Regions from separate parts of the Mus musculus genome. Here region 2 is linked to region 1. A link is a contact called in public promoter capture Hi-C data. All regions are on one chromosome and are shown on one strand. Each heading gives the region's core, a stretch centred on a gene start, on an enhancer-like site or on the middle of the called end of the contact. The rest is flanking DNA. Distances are from core to core; before and after follow the strand shown.

Region 1 (7,008 bases), core at 393-2,892:
CCTAACCTCTGGTTCCTGTCAGTCAAGCCTGAGGCTGAGAGGCTCAGGGCACCACTCAGCTCAGCAATCTCAGAGTTCTCTCCCGGTCACTTCCGGCCTTCCCACCTCCCTGACTCCATAGAGAAGTCCCCACTGTATTGGGGGACACGCCCTCTTTCTGTGCTTTGTCCCTTTCTCTGGCACTTGTCACATTCTGTCCCGACATGAATTATATCCCCACCACAGATTTGACCTCTGGCCCTCAAATTAAATAGATCGACACAGACATTCTGCAGAAGGCTCTGGAATGAACGACTATTTTTAAGCGAGATGTGAACTGTCTCGGAAACCTCACCATTCCCCCAGGACAGTAAGTCTCTTGAACAGCTAGCTACCAGACAGACGGAAGAGCCTCGTGATGGTTTTCTGAGAAGGCCTGTCAGGGCCTGTAGCCAAACCCTACCTTTAACATTGTTATCAGGCAGAGTGACAGCAGCTCATTTCCTATAGCTGAGCTCCGGAGCTACCGCCCAAGGCATAATTATAAGGTTCTGTACCTTAGTCATAGCAGGAGGGACCTGGGAAATACCTTCGGGAATGTAGCTGGGCTCCCAAGCCTCCCTAGCATGTTTATAAAGCAGAGCTTCACAACCAAGAGTCACCATGCGCCTTGCGTCTTATGCAAGAAAAAAAAAATACCTCAAACACTTGGGGGGCCAGTCTCTTTATTTCACTCAGCCATTCATGATTAGGCTGTAAACACACTAAGTATGGATTTATCTAAGCAAATGCAATTCGCTAGATGTATTAGGCTCAGGGTAGAAGATCTTAGTCTAGGGGAAAGAACTTGGATGGGTGGGTTGCGTGGGTCTTTCCCTACCTGGCTAGCCACAGGAAGCAACCTGGGAAAGAGCTCCCTGCGGCCCAAATCTCTGCCCTGGCATCACCCTGAATCGTGCGTCCTGGTGCAGGAACACCTACTCCACTTCGCAGGAGGGAGAAAAAAACTAAACCCATTGTTTGTGACCAGACATAAGGACTTCACCCGGCCGAGTACCGCTTCCGCGCCGGTAATCGGATTCCTGGAGGGCGGCCGGGGAGGGGCCCGGCCACCCATCTGTTGTTCACACTGACCCGCAGGCGCACAGGAAGCCTGTTCTCCTGAGACCCGGCAGGCGAACCTCGCCGCGCCCTGACCTGGCCCGGGAGAACCCCAGCATCTGAAGCTGCCCTGCCGGAGGTGATGTGAAGCCGTGGGAAGCCCTAGAGGGGAGTCCGGGCTTTCAGGGACCAAAAGAGAGTGTCCCACGACGGGACTCACGGCGCCTAGTCCTTACCATCTCCTTGCGCAACAGCGCCAGCGCGGCGTCCAGGTTGGGGGGCTTGGTCCGCATCCCGGCCGCCCGCGCCCCGCCGCCGCCCGCGCCCCCTCGGTTCAGCTCGTCCTGGATGCGCGACTTCTGAGCGTACAGCCGCTCCAGGTGCCGCCAGCCACCCGCCGCGCCTCCCGCCGCCGAGTGCAGCAGCCCGCTCAGGCTTTTGGGTAGCGGTGGCAGCCCGTCCACGCGCAGCCCCCGGGCCATGCCGGCGGACCCGGTTCCGCTCATCTCGTTGGGGCGCCGACACACGCGCGCGCAGCTTAGCCTAGGTCCCTGGAACCCGACGGGTCCCCACCCACTTCCCGCCCGCCCGAGTTCCGCCCGCTGCCCGGCCCTTTGGTCTCCGCCCCTCTCGGGACCCGCCCCTCTCCTCGGCTCTGTGCTGCTGCAGTGAGGCGACGCCCTGCAGGGCCCCCTGGCCTCCATCTCGACCTCCACTCATCTGCGCTCCGGACTAGCCCTCGGGGACACCTTAAGTCTTAGCTCTGTGAACCCTACGTGCAAGTCCCCTCCCTTTTTCGCCACACCACCAGCGGGTCTCCACCTCACTGTGTCCCACCTCCAGTCCTGTGCACCCCACCTCCAGCTGGTCACCTCCGCTATTCTCTCAGCCTCACCTCCAGCCTCAGGCCCATCCTACCAGCCATTCTGCACCCCTGGCCCCAGCGGTCTTCCGTCCTCCACTCCAGATGGGCTCTTACTCCCTTCCCTGTCCACGCTTCTGGCTGGATGATTTTGGTCTCTCTGGCTTCACTCTGACCAGCCACTGAAACCACTTTTATCTACCAAGGGGTCCAGTCCCCGCACCGACCCCACCCCGTGCTGCCTGCGCCCTAGCGTGGGCGTGATGATCGCAGGTGCTGGCAGCAGCCAGAACCGCACACAGTACTCATTCACGAGGCCTAGCTTGCCTCCTCTGTGAGCGTCAAGGTTTTCCCCGAACTTCAGCAGCCAAGGAGAGCGCCAGCCACACTTTGCTCACTCTTTTAAAGAAACGAACCAACTTGTCTTTCAGCCCTATCTAAAACAGGGAATAAGGACTCTGCCCCACCTGGTGGAAAGAGAAAACCGTCTCCTGCAAGTAGTGACTCAAACGCTCCATTCATGACATGTGCACACACGCGCGTGTGCACACACTAAAATAAGTAGGTGGAATTTTTTTAAGTGAAATCTCAGGGAGTTAGAGAAAGACGTTGAATCTCGGGACTTCACCAACTTCAGCAAAACTGAGTAAAAGTACACCCTGAAGAGAAGAGAGATGGATCAGGGAGAGAATTCGCCCTTCCAGGAAGACTCAAACCTTAGCAAAAGGTAACCGGCTCAGATTCAAGATGAGGAAACAGAAGTCTGGCCAATAGCAGAGAAACCTAGAGTCAATATCAAGAACTTCGATGCCAATGGCTACTCAGTCTAACTATAAAGGGACTGAATGACTCTGAATTAATCCAGCAGGAACATGTTTCAGGTAGTTCAGATACCTTCTATAAATGTGCCCTCTTGCTTTGGGGGCTTTCTTCTGCTGTGCGTGGAACCCACCCCGAAAATCAATCTGAGAAGTTAGTGTTGAATCCAGCCAGACAGTGAGATCCGAGGGGCACCCAGGAGACCACCTACCTACCTGCCCAGTATTTTCCCAGTAATCCAGTGTCTCACCTTCAGTAATTATCCAGCCACCTTCCCAAACCCTAGGCCATCCTTCATCATCTACCTGTTAAGCAATTGGGGAGTCTGAGATTGTCTGTGTGGGAGGAAGGGAAGAAGGGAGGGGAGGGGAGGAAACAGACCTGCCTTTCACAACCTGGCCTGAATTCTCTTTATCACCTGCCACCTTACCACAGCCTCTCTAGAAGACCTAGCAGAAAGGTCAAGTAAGCTGACGGAGCAACAGGAAGCATTTGAATACATCGGCACTGAAGTCACCTTAAAGTCTCTCCTTGTCAGGGAGACAGAAGCTGAAGGAAAGAGTATGGGACCAGCTAAAAACAGTCTGGGGCCCTTGGTGTGTGTGTGTATACATATATATATTCAGCAAATAACACCCTGAGATGGATAGAAATCTCCACAGAATTTATTCAGTTCTGATAAGGATTACATGAATCAACAGACACAATTATGCAACAGTTGACCAAATATTTTGACACCCATGGGGAGTGTCAGTGTTGCTTGCCTGCTTTGTTTATTTATTATATACATAGCCATGTCAGGGACTAAATACTGCTTTTATCTGCTGGAAAGCTCAGCCCTCCACCACTGAGCTATGCCATCAAGCTGTGTGTGTGTGTGTGTGTGTGTGTGTGTGTGCATACCAGTGACAGTTGTCTTCTGCTGTATTTTATTTTGTTATTTTATTTTTGTGTATGTGCACATGCAGGGGTCAGAGGACAGCTTTTAGGCAAGCCACTGTGTGGATCCCAGGGGTCAAAATAAGGTCATCTGAGACAAGAGCTCTCAGTACACCTGGAGCTTAGCAATCAGCTGGACTGACTGGCCAGCAAGCTCCAGGGGTCCTTCTGTCTCTGTCTCCCCACTGCTGGTTTCTGGGTGCTGGAGAATTCAAACTCAGGTTCCCAAGCTCATGTGGCAAGCACTTTACTGACTGGGCCTTCTTCCAGGTCTCCTCCTAGGGCCTGTTTTTAATGTTCATGCTTATCACAGGGAAAAGGTATTCAGACAACTTCAGAGAACCCTGGACTAGGCGGTTTTTGCTTTCATCTGATACAGGCCTCCTCGGTCTGCTAGAGCTACTCTAACCAAATAAGTCAGGCTTGGTTATTTATTAACATCCAAATTTACACTCCTGGTTCTGAGGCTGGGAATTCCAAGATCAAGGCATTTGAAGAGCCCATGCCTCACACAGTGTCACACAGAGGGCCTTCTGTGTGTCCCCAGAGGGTGGAGGGGCGCTCCCTGGAGCCTCTTTCATGAGGACACTAATTCCATTCATGAGGTCCCACCCTCAGAGCTCGGTCACTCTCACCAGTCAGTCTATGTTGCCCAAGCACCAGAGCCATCTGCTCCGGAGACCATCAGAGTATCCATTCTCCTCTCCGAGCAGCAAGAGCACTTGTCCCTCCCCCACACGCTCCAGGTCACAGAACCTTAAGCCCTCGAGCAGTCTGACAAGACACTGTTTGCTGTCTCTTCGCCCCCTCACTCTCCAAACACCGACAGCTCACAGTTATTTGCTGGGGAGGCGGGGTGTAAGAGAGACTCCAGCTGTATTTGACAGGTTCTGAGCTGGCTTCTTCCTGTACCTCGCTGGGAACTGGCTGCTTTCAAAGCTTAAACCTGTTATGCTTGGTTCCATGCTTCCCACTTCTGAACAAGAGTGAGCTTTAATCCAGGTGGAGTCCAGCCCCTTTCCAGGGACACTATACAAAAGGACAGCAACCCGATGAAGGCCGTGAACTCACATGGCATTGGCACTCTCCCATTTTGATTTTCAACATTTTCCTTTGCCTTGTTAAGTGCTAACCAGGCAAAGCGATTTGAAACCCTTTGAGTGGGCAAAGCAATTTAAACCCTTTGTTTCATTCTGTTTTATTTGAGACATTGTAACCAAGCCCACCTAGAACTCACTATAGCTCAGGATAGCCTTGAACAGCCCCCTTGATAGCGCTGGCAAGACACTATCACACCCTGCACTTTGCCTATTTTATCTTATTTGACTTTTTTGAAACAAGGTGTCACAGTGCAGCCCTGGCTGTCCTGGAACTCGCTCTGTAGATCAGGCTGGCCTCAAACTCAGCTCTTGACTGCCTCTGCCTCCTGAGAGCTGGGATTGAGGTGTGTACCTCCACTGCTTTGATTTGTAACCTGTTTTCACACCTGTCCTCTCTTGAATTCTTGCTCTCTGAATCAATGACTTACTCATCTACGGTGACAGTAAGGGACGGCAACACTGGCTGTGTGCGTCCATGGTGGTGTGCGTCTGCATCTCATTCCCTTGTCACAGTGTTCCTTAGGGTCTGTAAAATGATTCCCACCTGTACTTGATGAACCACATTGAGAGAGCAGGTATTTGGGGCCATGGCACTTCCAAATTCATCGGTCGAAATGATCAACAGGACCAGGTCAAGGACGGAACCATGTGCCAGGACCTCTGCTCCACTGTGGCAGCAATCTGTCAACTCTTACTCTTACAGTATTGACTCTCACTCGACTGTGACAACAAGGGCTAAAGAAAAGTTCTAAAAAACTGTACCATCCGAAGTGATGGTGACTAACCAGGAGACACAGCTGAGCCCTGAGATGTGACTGGTCCCAGCAGGGATGCGCTGTCCATAACACACTGGTCAGCAAATAAGGGGCATAAGATACCTCACACCTTTTGATGTTAGTGGCATATTCAAAAAATGTTTGGCTATTCTCAAAATATATTTTCATCTCATCTGCTTTTTCCCATTTTTAATTGTTTATTTTTAATTTATTTACATTCCAAATGATGTCCTCCTTCTCCCTCTCCCCTCTCCAAACGCCCCATCCCACCCCCTCCCCTTTACCTCTAAGGGGGTGCTCCCTCACCCACCCCCTCCTCACTGCTCTAGCATGCCGCTGTGCTGCAGCACTGAGCCTCCACAGGACCAAGGGCCTCCCTCCCACTGATGCCAGATAAGACAGTTCTCTGCTACATATGTATCACGTATGGACCCACCCATGTATACTCAACTGCTTTGTTTTTTTAATGGGTTCAGTCTCTATTAGGGAGGGCTGGTAAGTCATGAAGGATCCACTTAGGAGCCAAAGCTGTGAATGGGAGGAGGGGAGCAAACTGCATTTAGAGAAGTGAGAATTACCCTTGGACTCCTGCGCCTATTTAGCTTCTACTTTTAAAATCCTGGATGCTCCAGGGGGCACAGCACTCCTGTAGGTGTCTCTGTCTGCCTCCCCTCTTGTGACTCTTGCAGGTCCCTAGCCCTCTGGACACAAGAAGGCTGAGGCTGGGGCAACTGAATTCCAGTTTAGAGGCAGCTTTGGTTGTAGACGTGGTCAGCCACCTCAGTGAAGTTGGAGATGATGTTGTATTGGATAAACTTTAAATAAAAAAATAAAATAAAATCCTGAATGCATTGAGTTGAGAGTCCCATACAAAATCAAAGTTATTCAGTTGACACAAGGCCAGCCTTTGAAAAGTCCCCTTACTGCCTCACTCACTGTATTTAAAAGTGCTTTAGACGAGTGGCAACCCCTGTTCAGATAACAGTTTTGCAGAAACTGAAAGTTTGGTGTTCCCCAGCAGGCTTCACCCACAGTTTCAATCAGGTTATGGGGGGAAACTCCCCAGACAGAAAGCAGAGCGAGGAGGGAAGTTCCCATCCACACTGGAGGCACACTGACGCTTCCAGCATTCATCTGCCGAGAATTCGCACATGGAGCAAATTGGGCTGTGAATAGAACTGGAAGACTGGGCAGAATTTATTCAGACACAGTAATCAGAGCCTCATGTGGCAAAGCAGAGGTTCCCTGTGCAGTTCCACAGATTAGCCAGACTGGACTCTGCTGTCAATCCCCATCCACAACAAAGACCTGCGTGACTCAGCAAACAGGTCTCCATCTTTTTCCTTCTCCCTAAAATCCAGTTAACCAGTGACCTGGCTAGTTTTATGTCAACTTGATACTCGGCTGGAGTCATCAAAGAGGAGGAAACTTC
Region 2 (7,084 bases), core at 1,369-3,868, 1.2 Mb after region 1:
CTGAGTTTTTTCTTGGAAACCTGTGCCCTCGGACTTTTAGCATGACCATTATTATTATTATTATTATTATTATTTTGGTATCATTTCACAAGCTTTTCCTTTCAAGCTGGTTCACATTAAACTTAATCATGTGAGTCTTGACTTCATTGCTTGCAGGGGGAAATCCATATTATATGTCAGAAGCAAAAGCCAATAATAGTGTAAATATTAGAAAAATGGAAAAGTTAGAACTGGAGAGATGGCTCGGTGGGTCCAGGCATTTGCTGCAAAAGCATGAAGATTTGGGTTTGGATCCAAATAAAAAAACCCAGATAAAAACCATGGTGTAGCCATCTCTGTATCATGGGAGGAGAGAGCATCTCTGTACCATGGGAGGAGAGAGCCTCCCAAGGGCTTGCTGACTGCCAACCTGGCTCCAGGTTCAGTGAGAGATTTTATCTCAAAAGTGTACAACTGAGAAAGGCAACACCAGATGTCCTTTTCCAGTCTCCACTCCTGGGCTCTCGCACGTGCATGCACGCACACACACGTGTACACACACACACACACACACACACACACACACACACACACACACGTGTACACACACACACACACTATTGTGTTTTATGAACCCAGGTATAATTCGTCAGGAGGGAGCAGGCAAGGGTATCTCCCTGAACAATCAAGCCATAGGACAGACCTAGTATGAAGAAGGTTTGTGGATAGGAAGGGAAGGAGACCTGAAAAAGGGGTAGAGGCAGAGCAAGGGGGACAGAGAAGGACAGAGAGAGGAAGAGGTCAGTGGGGAACATGCTGGAGAGAGAGGAAATAGGAGATGGTGAGAGAGGGAAGGAGGGAGGGAGGAAGGGAGGGAGGGAGAGAGAGAGAGAGAGAGAGAGAGCGGGAGCTGAGCAGTCCTTATAGGCCAGGATGGCTTACACCTTGTAGGCTACTATGTAGCTTTTGGGCAGAGCCTGGAAGACTCCGAAACAGACACAATAACAATTATAAGAATAGTTATAAGAATAGAAAAGCCAGAAAATATGTTAATGAAAGGGGTGCTGGCAGACATCTGCTTGCTCTATCAGGGAGTGCCAGGCTTGGCTGATGGCGCACACTCATAATCCCAGCCTTCAGGAGGCTGAGAGCTCACTGTTCTGAGTTCCCGGCAAACCTGTGTTCTAAAGTATGTACAAGGTCAGCATAGGCAGCCGGACAAAACTCTGCCTCAAAATAAAAAGTATTAATATTGGTGTGAATTATTATTCAACAAACACCCTCCAGGCTCTTCTCAGCTACCACGCGAGGTTACCGTTTTACAGATGAGCAAATTTAGACACTGCGAACAAACAAAACGGCAAAGAGCCGAAGCAAAACAAAACCTCCTTATGTGCTCTCGTGTTAGGAGCATCCTACACCGGCCAGGACGCTCAGGCTTAGCACACGTTGTGTTCTGGTGTCGTGAACCAATTTTGCAACTGTATTCTCTACTTTTTAAAGCTTCATCAGTTGTGTCACCCTGGCAACCTGTAGCTCATAGGTGCCTCCAAGGTAGTCTACATCGGAGTCTGAGGGTACACAGGGTTAGACGGGACCTGGGGATTCCTGACATCGGAGCACTGTAGGCACAGGAACGCGCCAGCTTTCGGGGTTATGAGACTGTGGTTCCCTATGTCTGTAACCTGGAGACTTTCCATGCCTGCAGTCCGGTGAGATCAAGCACACTAGACCTCTGTCTGGAACCGCGCTCCAGGATCCGAACGTCTATCTGTTGCTGGGATGGTCTGTCACTTTACATCTAGAGCTCCAGGGTCCTCTTCTCTCCATCTCCTCTCTCTTTTCACTGAGGAGTCCAACCATCTTCGAGCACCATGATCTCTCTCTTTAACTTTCTGGAAAACTTTAAGTGGCCCCAGGCTTACTCCGCCATCGAGGCCAAGAGGGCGCCTGAGGTGTAGTGGAGACGCCAGAGGGCGGGCTCAGAATAGGTCACGCGTGGAGGTGAAAAGGCTGACAGTCTGGGGGCGGGGTCAGAATGGACCTAGAAAGCGGAGGCGGTCCCCGAAGGGCGGTCGAGGGGACCCGGCTGTTTAGAGGATCGTCAGTAAGGGACCTTGAGTAATGGATTTGGAACGGGTGGGACAGATCCAGGAGATCAAAAGAAGGTGGTCCTTATGAACTCAGAGCAGAGAGTGGGCCTAAGAAGACTGCCCCAGCGCGAAGTAAATGGACCTAGAGGTGTGGATCCAGGAGCACCAATGAACTTAGAGAATGAACTTGGGAAAGGGCGGGCACCAGGGGTGGAACCAGGAAGACTTGGAGGGAGGACGAATCTCGGCAAAGCAAAATTACAGGGGCAGAAACGCCAACCTGGCGGAATGGGTTTGCTGGGGGCGTGTCGGGCACAGGAGACTCAGGTTCAGGTTAGACTCAGAGAGAGTTCTAGGGGTTAAAGAACCTGGAGGGCGGGACTGGCACTAGGGAGGGACTAATGGAGGGTGGAACCCAGGGGTAACGAACCCGGCGGGGCCAGAGCTAGTGCCAAGGGGAAAGGACCTGGAGGGTGGAGTGGCCAAGGAGGAGGGGCTGAGGGTGGGGGCGACTTCTGGGGAGCGCGCGTAAGTCTAAGCAGGTCCAGCACCGCCACCGGTTGTCCGCGCTAGCGGCTGCGGGGAAGAACTAGCCAAACTGGAGGCAGAGCAGAGGTCAGAGCCCCCGGGCAGTGGTCGTAACCTCTGTAGTCCTGCTCCAGCCCTGCACCCTTCCCTGTTAGCTCGGACCGATGATACGCGTCGCTGGAGACCCGGAAAGCTGAGGTTGTGGCTGTCGCACTTGGTCCACTAGCGACCTCTCAATCGCCCCTATGGCTCTACCTGTAGCCGAGGGCACGGCTGACACGCCGCTGTCCCCGGCCCGGGACGACTCGGGGAGTACCTCCTCCGGGATGTGGGCCGCGCTTTATGATTACGAAGCGCGCGGTGAGGACGAGCTGAGCCTGAGGCGCGGTCAGCTGGTCGAGGTACTGTCGCAGGACGCCGCGGTGTCAGGAGACGAGGGCTGGTGGGCCGGCCAAGTGCAGCGGCGCCTGGGCATCTTTCCGGCCAGCTACGTGGCGCCCTGTGGCCCGGTGCCGCCGCCGGCGCCGCCCCCGCCGAGACCCTGCTCGCCTGTGCACGTAGACTTCGAGCGCCTGGAGCTCAAGGAGCTGATCGGCGCCGGCGGCTTCGGTCAGGTGTACCGCGCCACCTGGCAGGGCCAGGAGGTGGCGGTGAAGGCGGCGCGCCGGGACCCGGAGCAGGACGCGGCGGCGGCGGCCGAGAGCGTACGGCGCGAGGCGCGGCTCTTCGCTATGCTGCGGCACCCCAACATCATCCAGCTGCGGGGTGTGTGCCTGCGGCAGCCGCACCTCTGCCTGGTGCTGGAGTTCGCGCGTGGCGGCGCGCTCAACCGCGCGCTGGCGGCGGCAGCATCGGATCCGCGAGCGCCCGGCCCCCGCCGCGCGCGCCGCATCCCCCCACAGGTTCTGGTCAACTGGGCGGTGCAGATCGCCCGCGGCATGCTGTACCTGCACGAGGAGGCGGTGGTGCCCATCCTGCACCGTGACCTCAAGTCCAGCAACAGTAAGTGAGGCTAGCCCCAAGGGAATTAGGTTCCAGGAGCCAAGAGAGGGGTCTGGCTCTGACACAGAGTGGGAAGACAGGCTCTGGTTAACTTGCTTTAGGGAAGTTCGTACTTACCCTGGCGTTATTACCTGTGAGCACCCCTTTAAAAGACAGGGTCAGGAGCTTGTAGATAAATTTTTTTTTACTCTCCGGACCTATCGGACACTACACATATAATCTGTGTAGGTCTCCCAATACGCTTGCACGGGACTTTACCAGCCCTGGCCTTAAACAGAGCATGTTTAGCCTGGTGGCCACATTACCTGCACTCCGTCAGTCATTTCCTTCCACTTTACAAGTGTCTTATTAAAGTTTCTAATTCTTTTCTCCTGGTACGCTCTGCAAAAGCTGGGCTTCACGCATTCCAAGCAGGCATTCTGCCGCTGAGCTCTACCCCACCACCCACCCCAAACCATGTTCACTGTGAACATGGCTTCTTGCCCTTGGTCTTTCCTTACGGGTCAGAAGTCTCTGTCTCTGAAACATGACTGTACTGTTAGGAGAAATCTTTTCTGCACATTGGAAAGCACCCATTTGGGCCGAGAACAAGTGCACGGATCCTGTACGGTACTGGAAATATCAGGTTGTGTCAGTCGCCTGATCTGGAAGTCAGAGTGGACTTTCCAGGCATTAGCAGGGAGCTCCCATGCAATCTAAACACAAACCATCAGCATGAACGTCTAAGAGAGCTGGAGTCCAGGATTGCTGTTTGCAGTTGCTCTCCACTACTGGAGAGCCTTCCCCTCCCCAGAGTGAAATGGAATCTCTTGCAAGTCTAAAGGATTCAGCCAAAGCTGGTGCTGACCAGGCACAGTTGCAAACCCCTCAGTCATCCTAAACTTGCTAGGACAGGAGCTAGCTGGAAGGACCTCAGTGTCTTCGGAGAGCAGAAAGACAGTAGCCAGCAGCCAGCAGCCAGGGCAGTAAGCGGTACTTTATATGCTGGCACATATTCCCTCTGGCTGTCAAAATCCTTCAGTACAGAAATGCACCTGAAAGATAAAAAGCATTCTCTCCATTATGCAAATTATGAATAACTGGGAGGTTGCAGCTGTGGGTGAGCACAGGATGGCTCTCCACCCCTCCCCCAGTCCACCTCATTTAGGCCTCAGCTGCTCCAGCCATGAGCCACAAGCCTAGGGAAGCTTGCCTTGACACCACGTGTCTCCAGCTGACTGCATGGGACTCCTGAAGTGGTTTGCCTTGAGGGTTCTGTCATACTTAATACACAGCATGTCTTTCTTTTGTGTGTATGTATTCACGTGTGTCCAGGTGCACATGTGTGAGGGTAGGTGGGTGTTCCTTTGTTCGAAGGCCTGAGGTAAACCCTGAGTGTACCTTCCTCCGGGCCTCTTTATTGAAACAGTTTCTCACATTCCTGGAATTCACCAGATTTGGCTAGGCAGGGAGGCCATTGAGTCCCATGGGCTCTCCCACCTGGGCCTCCCCACTACTGGGATCCTAAGAGTGTGCTGCCTGCCAAGCCAGACTTTTGATGTGAGTCCTAAAGATGGAACCCAGGTTCTGTCCTTGTGCTTGTAGAACAAGCTCTTTTCTGACCAAGCCATTCTTTTGCACCATGGCATGATCTTTAAGGAGCGTATTTATGTACATACTTCATATTTGCTAGTTCCCACTACTTGTCCTTATTTCCTAAAGTATGTTGTCACTGAGAGCACTATGTAGGTAGCCTGCTGCCACAGGACACGGTGAGCCTCCACTTGCCTTGCAAACCTGAGTGCTCGAGGCTTCTTCTGAAGGACAGGTAGACGGCCCCCAGACAGGACAGCACGTCACACCAGGCCCTCCTCTGCAGGAGCTTCAGGATAACACAGAACCTGGCATTCTTCAAATTAATCCTGCCAAAACTAATGCTTATGACACATCACTCCTTGCAACAAAGGTTCAAGGCCACTGATACTGCTTTGGCATTGCACCCAGTCTGGTGTGTGTGTGTGTGTGTGTGTGTGTGTGTGTGTGTGTGTGTGTGTGTGCAGTTGCAAGCACACACATGTGTGGAGACCAGAGGACAACCTCAGAACTCCTTTGTTCCTCCAGTGCCTTTCACCTCTGACTGAGACAGAATCTCTGACCTAGGAACTTATACAAGGCGAGGCTGGGTGGCTAGGAAGCCCCAGGATTTCACCTGTCTCTTCCTCAGCCCTGGGATTACAAGCACGTGCCAGCATTCCTGCCTTTTTGCATGTGGGTTCTAGAACTCTCTCCTGGGCGTGCATGCTTGCAGGCAAGAGCTATACTATCCTGTCTGAGCTACCTCCCTCTTCCTGCTCAGTGCATCCCGAGGGCCGCATCACATGTCCACAAGCAGTGCTTGTTTGCTAGGTATGTGTAGAGCCCAGGAGGGCTTGGGGGTCCCGCTGTATGCTTGCGCGTGAAAGGTGATCTTTTAAAGAGTTCCTTTTATCTGTAAATGGTTTGTAAAATAAGACTAGTAAAACGGTTTCTGTTGATCCCGCCAACACGAGACACTGCCTGTCTGGGAGATTCTTGGTCTTTTATTGGCAGTTCCCTCCTACGTTAGCTTTTGGAAATCTTTTCACCCTCAGGACAAGTAGCCCAACTTTCTGGGGTTCTTTTAATTTCTTCAAAGACAGACTAGATTTCCTTTATTTTACAATGTTATTATCACAGTTCCTACAGTGCTTTCTTAGCATGGGGGCCCCTTCATCTCCAGCACCCCATAAACACACACACACACACACACACACACACACACACACACACTTAAAAAAGAAACCAGCACTCTAAATGGATTTGTTGGCTAGATACTAGCTTGGCCAAGGATTTGCTGGGTTACCTCCACAAGTTTAATTAGTTAATTAGAATGACGTGAGATATTTGAGTGACTATGTAGTTTACCGTGTTCACATCAGGAGCCGAGCTGCACAAGGCTCTGTCCTCCATGTCTGCTTGTGAATAGTGGAAGGTTTTGGAATTCCCTCTGTGGTGTGTGGCTGTACCTTCTCTCTGACTGTGCAGCGTAGTGACACGGTTTCGGCAGGTTGGGTTCGACTGTGTTATTTGCTGACGGCAGACATGAATTACTAGCTGTAAACAGGGCTTTGAGTCAATATTGAGCTTATTCCACGCTGCATCCAACCCACGTGACAGTGGGCAGTGGGGGAGGGCTGACTCCCAGTCGGTGGGAATTACTGTTAGAACAAATGCTTGAATTTGTAGGAAGATTCTGCACCTTTTGATAGATTTTTCTTTTCTAGTTTTTTTAACTCTTACTTCTTGGGGACTTGTCTGTGATAAAGCACCGGTGACTCAGACAACTTTGCCCTTTCTGACAGACAGCTACTGAAAGTCAAGCCAAACTTGCAGTGTGCGTGTGCGTGCGTGCGTGCGTGCGTGTGTGTGTGTGTGTGTGTGTGTGTGATGTGTATGAGTGTATGTGTGTGCACTGTATGTTTGTT

Evidence for each region. Capture Hi-C pulls out chosen DNA fragments and counts their contacts.
Region 2: a promoter capture Hi-C map of liver shows a contact between it and region 1, with 3 times the contacts expected there. The contact joins the promoter of Map3k21 here to the promoter of Fam89a in region 1. A contact is called at or near these places in 6 of 39 promoter capture datasets (the 3T3-L1 cell line, cranial neural crest, hippocampal neurons and 2 more) and 2 of 9 other capture datasets (embryonic stem cells and liver).

Annotation. Positions count from the first base shown.
Region 1 is chr8:124,750,224-124,757,231 of GRCm38.p6, forward strand. Fam89a (family with sequence similarity 89, member A) reads right to left here and starts at 1,643. Exons shown (of 2, transcript NM_001081120.2): 1 at 1,317-1,643. The coding sequence starts at 1,586.
Region 2 is chr8:125,907,832-125,914,915 of GRCm38.p6, forward strand. Map3k21 (mitogen-activated protein kinase kinase kinase 21) reads left to right here and starts at 2,619. Exons shown (of 10, transcript NM_145608.2): 1 at 2,619-3,602. The coding sequence starts at 2,846. It overlaps A730098A19Rik (RIKEN cDNA A730098A19 gene), which reads left to right. Exons shown (of 2, transcript NR_155422.1): 2 at 1-313.